4 separate regions of the Mus musculus genome follow, and regions 1, 2 and 3 are each linked to region 4. Evidence: chromatin contacts called from public Hi-C and HiChIP or PLAC-seq data. All regions are on one chromosome and are shown on one strand. The core of a region is the stretch at or near the end of the contact, and the rest is flanking DNA. Distances in the headings are between cores, read along the strand shown. Region 1 overlaps Ipo11 (importin 11). Region 2 overlaps Ipo11 (importin 11). Region 3 overlaps Ipo11 (importin 11). Region 4 overlaps Gm31452 (a long non-coding RNA gene).

The links. A called contact is a pair of places that touch in the nucleus more often than the background predicts. HiChIP or PLAC-seq counts read pairs in DNA pulled down with a chosen protein or histone mark.
Region 1: a contact with region 4 is called in a Hi-C map of erythroblasts, with 2.4 times the contacts expected there. The contact joins two enhancer-like sites. A contact is called at or near these places in 3 of 15 datasets of contacts at CTCF or cohesin (CD8 T cells, large pre-B cells and pro-B cells), 45 of 484 Hi-C or Micro-C datasets (B cells, the Ba/F3 cell line, CD4 T cells and 31 more), 7 of 115 datasets of contacts at active chromatin or transcription factors (the 230-238 cell line, Th17 cells, acute myeloid leukemia and 4 more) and 1 of 9 other capture datasets (liver).
Region 2: a contact with region 4 is called in a Gata1 HiChIP or PLAC-seq map of primitive erythroblasts, with 5 times the contacts expected there. The contact joins two enhancer-like sites. A contact is called at or near these places in 3 of 15 datasets of contacts at CTCF or cohesin (the G1E-ER4 cell line, large pre-B cells and pro-B cells), 9 of 115 datasets of contacts at active chromatin or transcription factors (the 230-238 cell line, the NIH/3T3 cell line, Th17 cells and 6 more) and 4 of 9 other capture datasets (adipose tissue, embryonic stem cells, liver and 1 more).
Region 3: a contact with region 4 is called in an H3K4me3 HiChIP or PLAC-seq map of fetal liver, with 3 times the contacts expected there. The contact joins two enhancer-like sites. A contact is called at or near these places in 2 of 15 datasets of contacts at CTCF or cohesin (the G1E-ER4 cell line and large pre-B cells), 2 of 484 Hi-C or Micro-C datasets (B cells and the N1E-115 cell line), 7 of 115 datasets of contacts at active chromatin or transcription factors (the 230-238 cell line, bone marrow-derived macrophages, cardiomyocytes and 3 more) and 1 of 9 other capture datasets (embryonic stem cells).

The regions. Positions count from the first base shown.
Region 1 is chr13:106,864,201-106,867,427 of GRCm38.p6, forward strand. Ipo11 (importin 11) reads right to left here. Exons shown (of 30, transcript NM_029665.4): 21 at 1,665-1,780. Among named protein-coding and RNA genes, the nearest start is that of Lrrc70, 30 kb to the left of the region's middle. Within about 2 kb of position 1,526, at least 13 of the 459 cell types and tissues checked have an H3K27ac peak or open chromatin away from gene starts, as enhancers often do. A contact at or near this core is called in the G1E-ER4 cell line, erythroblasts and erythroid progenitors, where this site is marked.
Region 2 is chr13:106,911,455-106,914,242 of GRCm38.p6, forward strand. All of the region lies in intron 3 of Ipo11 (importin 11), which reads right to left. Among named protein-coding and RNA genes, the nearest start is that of Ipo11, 24 kb to the right of the region's middle. Within about 2 kb of position 1,442, at least 26 of the 459 cell types and tissues checked have an H3K27ac peak or open chromatin away from gene starts, as enhancers often do. A contact at or near this core is called in the G1E-ER4 cell line and primitive erythroblasts, where this site is marked.
Region 3 is chr13:106,891,994-106,894,900 of GRCm38.p6, forward strand. It overlaps Ipo11 (importin 11), which reads right to left. Exons shown (of 30, transcript NM_029665.4): 10 at 430-622. Among named protein-coding and RNA genes, the nearest start is that of Ipo11, 44 kb to the right of the region's middle. Within about 2 kb of position 1,383, at least 28 of the 459 cell types and tissues checked have an H3K27ac peak or open chromatin away from gene starts, as enhancers often do. A contact at or near this core is called in the G1E-ER4 cell line and fetal liver, where this site is marked.
Region 4 is chr13:107,100,082-107,103,044 of GRCm38.p6, forward strand. All of the region lies in intron 4 of Gm31452 (a long non-coding RNA gene), which reads left to right. Among named protein-coding and RNA genes, the nearest start is that of Gm41051, 20 kb to the right of the region's middle. Within about 2 kb of position 1,695, at least 105 of the 459 cell types and tissues checked have an H3K27ac peak or open chromatin away from gene starts, as enhancers often do. A contact at or near this core is called in the G1E-ER4 cell line, erythroblasts, erythroid progenitors and 2 more, where this site is marked.

The sequences.
Region 1 (3,227 bases), core at 276-2,775, 240 kb before region 4:
ATAACCAATTTTCTATCATGACATTTGTCTATTTAATTACAACTGGCTGACTCTTCTGACACTAAAACATCAGAGTGGAGCAGCTACAACAAACACATCTGGAACACATGACATCACTGTCTTCCCTGTGTCAAAAAAGTTTGCCACTTCTGATCTAGATCAATCTACCCTTATACAAATCCAACCTATGAATTATTGATTTCAACAACCTTCTGATTCAGAACTACTATCTAGATCAGCGATTCTCGACCTGTGGAATGTGACTCCTTGCTGAGGAGACTGAACAACCCTTTCACAGGGGTTGCCTAAGACCATCTGCAGATCAGATATTTATATTACGATTCATAGCAGTAGCAAAATTACAGTTAGGAAGTAGCAACAAAGTGATTTTATGGTTGGGGGTCACTACAACATGAGGACCTGTATTGAAATTGCAGCATTAGGAACACTGAGAACCCCGAATCTAGATGCTACTCAAATAACAATACAGAAGGCTATAAAGAGTGCATTCCAAGCAGTGAAAACCTACCCAGTGACATTTAAAGCCACTTATCTAATATCCTGATACAGAGCATTTACTTACAACTTGGTAGTTTCCACAAAAACAAAACAAAAACAATTTCTGAGAATCAAAATTCTAGATTTTTGTTTTTGTTTCTTTATATTGTCATTGATTTATATAACGTTGAGGATTGATCTGTGGGCTGTACAAAATGAGAGAAGCATGCTATCATTGAACTACACCCTAGCTCAAATTAAAACTCTTAATTTCTAAGCAAAAATTAGGAAAGAAAAGAGAGAGAAGTAGGACAGAAGGGCCAGGAACAAATGTTCATTTTTCAATGGTTGATTCTGTGATTAAACAAAAAATGGCTTCCAACAGTGAGATGGGATGAGAAGTGAAAGAACTTGACAGCACAGCTCCTTAAGAACAATGAGCAAGCAAAAATTCGGTGTCACATTAAGTTAATGTGGAGCACGATTCTTTTTTGAGATCATTTTTAAGCTTTTAGTAGTGGGTACTGCTTGTTCAGAAAATACTGTATGAAGATTGTGAATGGCAACTATGCGTGAAGCTAAGCTCTGACATCTCACTACCCACTAGAAAAGCAGTAGGAAGTTGAAATATAACTCAATACCCCACTCCCCAAAATATCTTATTTCAAATACTCAGAAAATTAAGATCAAATTTTTGTTTGAGTAAATTACCTAGATGTCTAGGTTACTTGCCAAATTTCAAATATGAAATGCAGCATGGCCCCTGCTATAATTTCTCTCTATTTCTCTGTTTTTAAAAGGTTTATGTGTTTTAAGTATTTTGTTTGTATTTATGTCTGTGCACCATGTCCATACAGTGCCTGTGAAGGACAGAAAAGAGTGTCAGATCCCCTGGGACTAGAGTGACAGATGTTATGAACTATCATGGTGGTGTGGAGAACCTGGACCTCCTCTGGAAGAGGGGACAGTGCTCTTAACACACCCATTTCTCACAAGCTGTCTATCAGGAGCCTACAGGGAACAGCAGCTAGAAGCGGAAACAACCAGAGGATAACAACTCCACATGCTTATCTGAGTATTCAAAGCCACACGTGACCTCTGCTCTACTGAAAAAAAGCAGAGAAAGCAGCAGCAGGGGAATCCACAGTATCAAGTTCTCCTCTTACCATAACTCCAGGCCATCTTCCAGAAGATAGACATGTGGAGGCTGAGACACATCTGTACTCAGCTGGATAACTGGGAGCAGGAAAGGGTACAGGTTCTTGCTGTCTGCTCCTAATCCCTACAGGAAGTATAAATACGATTTATGACAAGACACTCTAAGATCCCTCCTTACCACCAATCAATTACCTGCCTCAGAAAACAATTTATTTTATATAAAATAAATATTCTCTTAACATAGCCCTCATTATACTAGCAAAGAAACATCTATTTATTACTAAATGTAAAAATCAAAATACTATCATCCTGTCTAGATGGCAATGCCAAGGCTAGATGTATCTGTGCCTTTTCACATTCAGGTTGAGTCTTCCTTATTTGAAATGGTTAGAAAAGAAGAAATTAAAATTTTAAATTTCATTTTCTAGAATGGTTACAAATAAATAAAATATCTTGGGAATGGAACCCAGATGGCAATATAAAATTAATTTATAATTCATATATACCTTATACATATCTCCCAAAGGTAATTCAATACATTAGTGTATCTATATTGCTTAGCAAGCCAATTGGGAAGTCTCTACTTGTGGTAACAACTCAGTGCCAAAAAGTTTACTGCTCTGCAGCATTTTGAATTTTAGATTAGGAATGCTCAAAAACAGAGGAAATATTTGTCTCCCCTCATGCTACGACTACAGAAAAGTAGTAACGCTGATATTTTAAACTATATAAACTCATTCAGCTAAATAACATGTATGAAATCAGCCCAGCCTAAATTGTTCATTGCTATCATAGTATTTCCATATTTAACAATACTAAGCAGTCATGAATAACCATGTTGTTAGAAATGCAAAAATTTCAAAAGTAATTACATATTGGATTTAAAGGAACAGAAATATATATAACAATTCCATAGCAAAGAATTTTTAAAGATACCTATGATTCTGTATATACAGTATATGCACATAACTATCTCCAAGAGAAAACTCACACAACTGTCAGAACACGACAGTTAAACATGAGGAAAAGGAAACTAAGGGAAAAGCAACAGAGATTTACTTTGTATGCTTTCTTTCCTGTCAAATAACTCAGGGTATCGTGGTCTAAAAGGCACCCTAACCAGTGGTGTCAACCAACCTTTTCATACATTTCCTTTCCCACGTGACATGAGCAACTGTCTAACTGGGAACAATATACATCCCAGCCCTCACTGGGAGGAATCCCTGCCCTCACGCTGCACCTGCACAAGCCACACTAAAAAGTTTTCCCAATTGTTTCTCTTCCTGGTATTTATTTAATTCCTGCCTTGATCACCATTTTCATTGTTAATAGATGCCCCTAACCATGACCTGATATCACTCCCATTCCAAACTAGTGTTCCCAGTCCTGCTCTGGGGGGTTGGGGTTTTTTATTATCATTCATATCCTTTGAACATTACGCTCTTTAGCCTTCTTGATCCACCTCACATACATGAGTTCTGAAGTTCATTGTCCAACTACACTTATCTATGCAATATTAGAAACACTATGATGACATCTTTTTAAAGTTGACCAAATCAGATTGGACAAAT
Region 2 (2,788 bases), core at 192-2,691, 190 kb before region 4:
AGATTGTTCTCTGATCTCCAACCAGCACTCACGTACCAGCACATAAGTGTGCACGCACGCACGCGCACACACACACAGTAAACAAACAAACAAATGTAAGCAGCGCCCACACAAACCTGATAAAGCAGGCTGGGTGAGTGTCTGAGTGAACACCCTTAGTCCTACTGCTCTGGAAGCAATACAAACAGATTTCTGAATTTGAGTCTAGATTGATCTATGCAACGAGTTCCAGACTAACCAAAGTGTGCCTCAAAAATTGATTAATTAATTAACTTTGTCCTTCATTTTTCATCTTTGGAAAGGATATATGCAATACTAAAAAAATTTACTATATACAAAGAAAGAAAACATTGAGCTAAATAGAGAAGTTACTATGGATTTTATATATGTTGAATGTTAAACTGGTTCAGTAGTTTGACATTTTTATATTTTTCCTCTTCTGTTTTTAAACTGGGCCAAACAGTCCTCAAACTCAAAATCCTTCTGCCTGAGTTTCCCAAGTGTTATAACAGATGTGTACTACCACTATGTCCAGCTTTTATATTATCTATTTTTAAATTAAAATTTAATCATTTTAATGTTTTTCATTCTGCCTATGATAGTTTATCTAGTATGAGACAAATTATTCCAGAAATCTTAAACAAACACACACACACACACACACACACACACACACACACACACACACATACCTTTTAGGGCCAACAAGATGCCTCTGTGAGTAAAACAGTTTTATCTAAAGTCTTACAAGGAGTTTGGTTCTTCAGAGTCCACATAAAGGTGGGAGGAGAAAATAAATAACTGCACAGTACCATCCTCTGACCTCCACATGCAGGCCATGGGATATGCACACTCACACACCAGATATACACACACACACACTAATAAATGAATTTTAAGTAAAGTAGTTTTTAAAAGCAAAGTATAGCTGTGCGGTGGTGGCGCACACCTTTAATTCCAGTACTTGGGAGGCAGAGGCAGGTGGATTTCTGAGTTCAAGGCCAGCCTGGTCTACAAAGTGAGTTCCAGGACAGCCAGGGCTACACAGAGAAAACCTGTCTCGAAAAACCAAAATTAAAAAAAAAAAAAAAGCAAAGCATATATTATGAGCTAAATCATATCTCAAAATTAAATGTTGAAGTCATATAACCCAAGTATCTTTGAATACTACTTCATTTGGAAATAATGGAGTCTTTGTAGATTAAATCACATTAAGACAAAAATCATTCTGAGTTGATGGACTCTATTCTAATACTGGAATTTTTTCCTTTTTGTTGCTTTGTTTTGTTCTGACACAGGGTCTTGATATAGAGGCTAGGCTGACCTGAAACATGCTATGAAGCCCAGAAGGCCTTGAAAATAAATCCTGTGTCAATCTCCCAAGTGCTAGTGTTAGATCTAGTGGGGAAACCCCCCCAATTCCCGACTCGGCGTGCACCCAAAAAATCACGAAGGACCATCTCTTGATGTAATTACGTGAGGACGTTTAATTACGGAGCTCCAGACTGACATGCATCCCACACAGGAGATAACGGATGTTGGCCACGAGGCTTGAAAGCCAGGGGCTTTTATGGGGTAAGGGGCTTAGGGGTGTGGAATTCAGCATAGTGACACACTATTGGCTTATTCAAACATTAACAGAAAGATTACAGGGCATCAGGACTTTGTTCCTGTGGGCTGGGGGCTTATCTTTGTTCACACAGCAACCAGTTGATGTATGACTTTACCCGGCGCCAAGGGGCAATAGACAGAGGGGAGGTTTGGCCAGATGGTGTTGACTTAGATAATATAGCCCTGCTGGTCCTTGCATACCTTTTTATCTTTACAGTCAAGATGTTCTTAGGAATGCCTTAACAACAGCCCTGCCCTGCCATGCCTGGAGGCTGTTCTGCTTTGTTCTTAGTCCCAGGCCGGGGCTGTGGGCTCTTAAACTCACAAGTTACAATATTTTATCTTCCTTCACTAAGATTACAAGCCTGTACCTCTATGCCTATCCTGGTGCCCTTATAAGAAGAAAATGGAAACAGAGACACAAATCACTTGGCATAGATCATGTGACAATATTATAGGCAAAGATTATAGGGGCAAAGATTAGAATCATTCAATCACATGCCAAGAAACACCTACTATTGCTGGCCACAACCAGGAACTATCAAAGACTAATCCTATGGGCCCTCAAAGTAGGCAAACTTTGTGCTTGTGGATTTCCAGCTACCTAGTCTGTAGGAGAATAAACCTAGGTTAACTGTAAACATTCAGTTTGTGGCATGGCACCCTAAAGAAACCAACAACCCCAAAACAAAAGAGGCAGTCAGGGCAGAAGAACTCAGTCTCAGCAAGAAAAGACTGTACTGTGTGATGAGCCAATACAAGCATCCCTTCGGTACTCAGCCAGGAAAAAAATTTTAAAAACAAGCTGAAAGCAGCAGCCAAGAGACTACAGTTCGAGAGATTTCTACAGGACTCGCAGCACTAGGGAAGCAGAGAACTCAAGGTCGACAGAAAGCAGCATCACAGAGGACAAACACCCAAGGCGTACAGTTAAAATCCCCGGGAAGCTTTAACCTGAGGTAAACAGTAAACCAAAAAACAAAACAACAAAAACACCCTTAGCTACATCAAGGTTAAGGCCATATCCTGTCTGCTTACCTAAATTCTTTCTCATGAAAGACAACAGAAATTAAAGCCTCTCCAACTGTAATTATACTATGTTAGCATCCAAACAAAACATACACTATGCAGAGCCCAGAAACTAACCAATACATGACTAAATTCAAAACACAAGCAG
Region 3 (2,907 bases), core at 133-2,632, 210 kb before region 4:
TCTCTTCCTTCCCTTCTCCCCCCTTCACACCGTAAGACTTCCTCACTGCTCTTGACACCTAAGTAAGAAAGCATTCCAAACAACGCAGCGTACAATTCAGCCTTTTCTACAACTCGCCTTAATAAGAAATCAGAGACAACGTTTATTCTTTAAATAATAGTAAGTACAACAGGAGCTGTAGAAGCTACTGTGGGCTATAATTCTTAAACTGTGTAACTCAAATCATTGACTACGCTACAAGACAGCTCAGTAAATATAAAAGATTTAGCCCTTTAAAAGCCAGTATTCACACATTAAACTGTAAACTATTTCTCATTCCACATACCAGTGAGTTTGCTTTTCAGACTAAAATGAACTTCAAGAAAATTATATCAAAACAGTAATTACATCACACTTGGATTAAAATTTTAAAATTCAGTGGAGTATTACCTTCAAAATTTTTGGATGGCTTATAAGCATAATTTTTGACAATCATCTTAATAAGATTCATGCACTGGACAATGAATCGCTCAAATGTAACGCCTTCACCAACTTCAGTAAAAACATAGCTTACAGAAAATTCCAGTGACCTCTGAATTAGAGGAGTAAATGAAATGGGGTGTTGATCCAAGAAGTCCAAGAGCTATAAAGAAAAAAACTTGAATGGTATTTTGTACAAAATCTATAGAACTCATTATTGCAATTGTAAGTTTATTAATAAACGTTTAACCAGATGTAAACTTCCTGGGACCTCTAGGCATCACCAGTTCCTCATACACTGCAATCTTCTTGGAAAATCATAGATTTTTCCCAAGCTATACCTCATAAAAAATTTTCTAGTATTCATTTTTCTAAAGACTTATTTATTTTATTTTATGGGTATTTTGCCTGCACGCACATATGCCTGGTGGGACAGGCACCCTGAAATTGTGATTACAGACAGCTGTGAGTTGCCATGCAGGTGCTGGGAATTGAACTTGGATCCCTTAGAGGAGCCCTTAACTGCTAAGCCAGCCTCAGAATTTTCTAGTATTTCTAATGCAGGGACTAAAAAGATCCCATCATAGTTAACTTGGTAACAAGTAAATATGATATAAAATCTATAAATATATTAATATATAAATATTAAATATATGCTAGCTTTTCAAAAAGGAACAATAATGAGAGGAGGTCATTAAAAAACCAAGACTGCCTTTCCTATGAACCATATTTTGATATATCAAATAGCTGCTAAAAGAAATGTCCTATTTACAGAGCACTGTAGCTAAGGAATGCAAAAGAAGCAGAAGAATTAGAATGCTATTACCATGTAAGTTCTGGGGAACAGTGTATCTAGACAGCGGTCACCAGCAGCTGCCCCCAGGGAGGCAAGAAGGCTGCCTGAGATAAGCTGTAAGAGCTTATCCATTAACCCAACCGTGCACGCACACAGCCGGAGGCCGTCCTCCTGAGATGAGGTAGTACCTGACACACAGGAAGTCGCCTTACCATAGACCCTCCTGTCCTGGGACAAATGACTGAACGTGATCAAGTCTCTATCTCACTACAAATGTGTAAGAAATACAGGGAAGAAGAATGTGGAGAAAGAACACGTTAAATAATACAACTGCTTCGGGGGGCTCAGCAAGGAAAGGTGCTGGCTGCCAAACCTACACTAGATCTGCACAGGAGAGAACCAACTTCTGTTAATTGTCTACTGATCTCCACACGTGACCCGTCCCCTACCTCAAATAAATAAATGTAATTTAAAAAACAAACAAGCAAGATGCTTCATGAAAGTAACTGTTATCTCAGCAAGCAAGCAGCAAGGGGGAGAAGTCCTCAGGGCTGGGGTCCGCACTGTGATCCCAGCTCTTGGGAAGCAGAGGCACAAGGGTCAGGGGTTCAAGATCCTCCCTAGACAAACATCAAGTCTGAGGCCATAACAGGCTACGTGGAACTCTGTGTTCTGGGTGGATGGATGGTTTGCTTTGAGATAATCAGCAAAGGTCAGGAGAAGCAGCATGAGCATAAAAGAGCAGAGACAGAAAAGCAAGTCTTACATCTCAGTCGAGGCACAAGCAAGAGTTCAAGGTGAGCCTGGACAACAAGGTGAGTACCATAAGTACCGGGTCAGCCACGAGTAAGACCCTGCCTCAAAAAAAAGGGGGGTGGGGGGCTGACTATGTACTGACAGGTGAGCGGTAACTTTCTGGGAACTCAGAGGACTCAGCTATTCAATCCCATTTAAGTCAATGTTTTAAATGTCCCAATTTTTGAAGCTTTAGAAAAAAATGGGAAATTATGAATATAAATTTTCTAAGTAAAGTTACTGCTGTAAACATGTTCTAAAAAGTAGAATTACAGAGCTAAAAGAAATAAGAAACTCAATAGGCTACTAATAAATGTGGTTTCTAAAACAGACTATGTGGGAAGGCTCAGCAGTTAAGAGCACTGGCTATTTCTTACAAAAGTCCTGACTTCAACTCCCAGCACCCCACATGGTGGCTCACAGCCATCTAAGGGGATCTGATGCCCTCTGCTGGCCTGCAGTTGTACATGCAGCAGAGCACTCATATTAAATAAACATTTTAAAAACTATTTAAAACAGACTGTGTGCATAATACTGGCTCTCTATGTGCGAGACCATCTGATGAGTGTGTACCCAAATCTCTTCAGCAGCCTTCCTACTCTTGATGACCACTGCCTGGGCCTGATACGTCCTTCAGGGTTACACAATGATGACATTACATTACTCCTCTTACATTACCTGCTAGAATCCTTTATAAAAAAGGAAATGCCCCTCAGCAACTCTCTGACAGCCAGCAGGAACTACACTAACAGAAAGGCACGCCAAGTGTCAGTGCCATCCACTGCCCTCCTGACTTAATGTCATCATCCTCTTAGTTTCTCTATGTGAAGAATCTAAATCAGGCTGGGCGTGGAGAC
Region 4 (2,963 bases), core at 445-2,944:
TTGATGGTAATTTTTCTGTAGAGAGAGAGAGCAGGGCAGTTACACGAGCTAGAAAGAGTTTAATTACTGATATCTGACAGCATGCCTCAAATTCACTCCGGAGATTTATTTAAAAGGCAGATATTTTACAACCTCCTACTCAGAAAATTCTTAAGTCCGCAAGGCCTAGGAATCTGCATTTTAGAACTGAGCCCTAGAGTGACCATTTAAATAGCATCATCCCCCTAGTGGTGCATATTTGAAATTGCAGATGAAGCAAATTTGTAGCAGTTTATGTTGACTTTTTCACATACATGTATATTTTATGTGTAAAGTAATATTTTACACCTATAAGGACACTGGCTATAAGTAATCTAACTTTAAGGGGTGGAAGCTCTATCACCAGTAATTATGGTGATTATGTGGAGACAGCTCTCAGAAATATTAACATGAAAATGTGAGCTTGGTAAATAGTAATTAATCGGTTATCATGATGTTAGAGAACAGTATTAGCTTTGAAACCACAGCCTGGTTGACTATTAGGGTGCTATGAAATTAGTATAATTGCAACAGTGCAGGCAAGATCAAAAGATACTGGCTTTTCCTAAATGTCATATAATGTTCACAGGGACACCTGCAGCTCAGCTCAAACCACCCAGGACAGAAGATCGACCCAGTCCCCAGGGGTGTATATTCCCCTAGCCAGGATAGAGCAAGTTCTTGTTAGAATGCTAGTAGTTTGTCATTTAGGGTTGAAAATGTCTCCTTCAGAGTCTCAGCCCACACCAGTTCTCTTACACCAGTCCCGTTGTTCCGTAGTTCCTGGGGCTCAGAGGCCTTCCACCTCCCCTGGGCTTGCAGTAGTAGATGGAAGGTCAGGGGCAAGGTAGGGGCGGAGCTCTATCTGGGAGGACATACTGTGTCTGCAAGCAGGTGTTCTGGTAGATAATTCTGGCTTTGCACTCGGTTTGTTTGTTCTCAGAGTCTCCCAGAGTTTTTCTTATACACCCACCCCATGCTTTCCCTCGTTTGGCACAGACCCACTTTTGAGTTAGAAGATTATCTAGTCCAAATCACTTTCATTCCAGATGAGGAAGCAGCTGTCACAATTGCGGAAGTTCCAGCCAGCAGCAGACAGCTGTCTGTCTGGTGCTGATATCTTGGCATGGACCAATAGGACCCTCAGGTCAACTTCTTTTCTGAAGCTATCTTTCAGCAGTTGTTTATTCTCTGATCTCCCTCTATAACAGACCTCCCATCCCTTTCCCGCTCATTGTTTGTTTGTTTTTATTTTGTTTCTTTGAATCTCTGTCTCCCCTTCATCTTGACTAGCTGTTTAATACATGAAAAACTTGAGAAAAATCAGGCTTTATTCTAAGAGAAACCCAAATGAAACCTCAGCCATCAAACCTTCACTAACTAAATTATGCAGTGTTTGTGTCACCTCCTGATTTGTTTTTGTGGGTTAAGCCTCTCAAAGGGAAAAAAGGCTCATTTGTTGCAACCCGTAGGAGAAAGACTTGGAAGGAGGAAATAGAAAACAAGAGGTAAGCTGAGCCGAAGGATCACATATCCAGCGAAAGGAATACGAAATGAGAATCTGGACATGCCCGCGTGTATTTTTCCATTTGGAAACAACGCGGTCACAACTGGTGTATTTACTGTTTCCTCTAGACTCACTTGCCCTTGGGGGTAAGTACTCTGCAAGAGACGCTAGCCTGCCCCCTAGTGGCTGCTGAGGACATGCACTCGTATCCCAGGGCTGCGGCTTGACTGTCCGCAGAGAGAAGCTGAGGAAAGTCACTCTGAGAGGGAGCAACTCTCCTGTAAATACAGTAGATGGAGACACACACTGAAAGACTGGATCCCCATGAGCCTCGATTTCATTTGCTCTGAGAAACTGTTCAGCATTCTGAATTGTCGAAGATAGATAGATTTGAATTTAATGTATGCATGATGCTTCATGCGACCAGTGTTTGATTTGTAAAACACAACAACAAAAAACCCTAATGTGAAGATTTTAAGTACAAGCGGTACCTGAATCTGCTGACCTTTCACACTATTAATTTGTGCAGAGCTTTAGCGTAGGAGGAGACAAGGATACAGAAGTTAGGGAAGCCCAGATCCCGTTCTTTGGGACCCTCTGATGGGAAGGAACACATATTTGCACATAGTTACAACACATGGCAGAGGTACAGCCAGAGAGGCGACATGTATGCCGATGTCTTATTTAATATTTATCATGAAGGTTTTTATATTGTAAATTAAGTGCATTTATCTTTTGTTATCTGAGAAGAAATCTGTAACAGTGGATTTCTGTGGCGTGCAATAAAGACCTTCCTACATAGGAGGAGAAAGTTCAGAAAGGTCAAGTAATTTGCACTCATTGAGCAGCAGAGAAATATCATCCCTGCGATTCAAATTTGGCTGTCTGCTTTTACTGTCGGCTCAATTAACTTTGACAGAGCTATACTGAGAGCCTACCCGGCACCAGCTTTGTGCTGGAGGTGTGAAGAGGAAGATGCCATTACCGGTCTTAGGGTTAGTGTCCTGCAGGGAACTAGACTGTGAAGAAAAACTTGCACTCTGTTGTGACTGATGCGGTAGTGGACATGCGCAGATTTTACCTCTGGAGCCCAGTGGCAGGCCTTCTGTCACCTGATCCCGATAACTGACTGTGAGCGACTGATTAGGAATTTGTCACTTGGCCTAAGGCAATCATATTTAAAATAGATCTAATAATGGGTATCTGCCCAGGAGGTTAGACCACTCATGGATGACAGCCAGATGTGTCAGAGACAGCAGCCAACAAGAGAAACTCAGAAAAGTCCAGAATCAAAGTAGCAAGCAAGCAAGCAAGCAAGCAAGCAAGCAAGCAAGCAAGCAAGCTGGTGTGCCCGAGCATGGATGGCATCCCTGCATTTGGGAGACAGAGACAGAAGTTTAAAGTCATCCTCAGCTACATAGAATAGTGGGGAATCAGT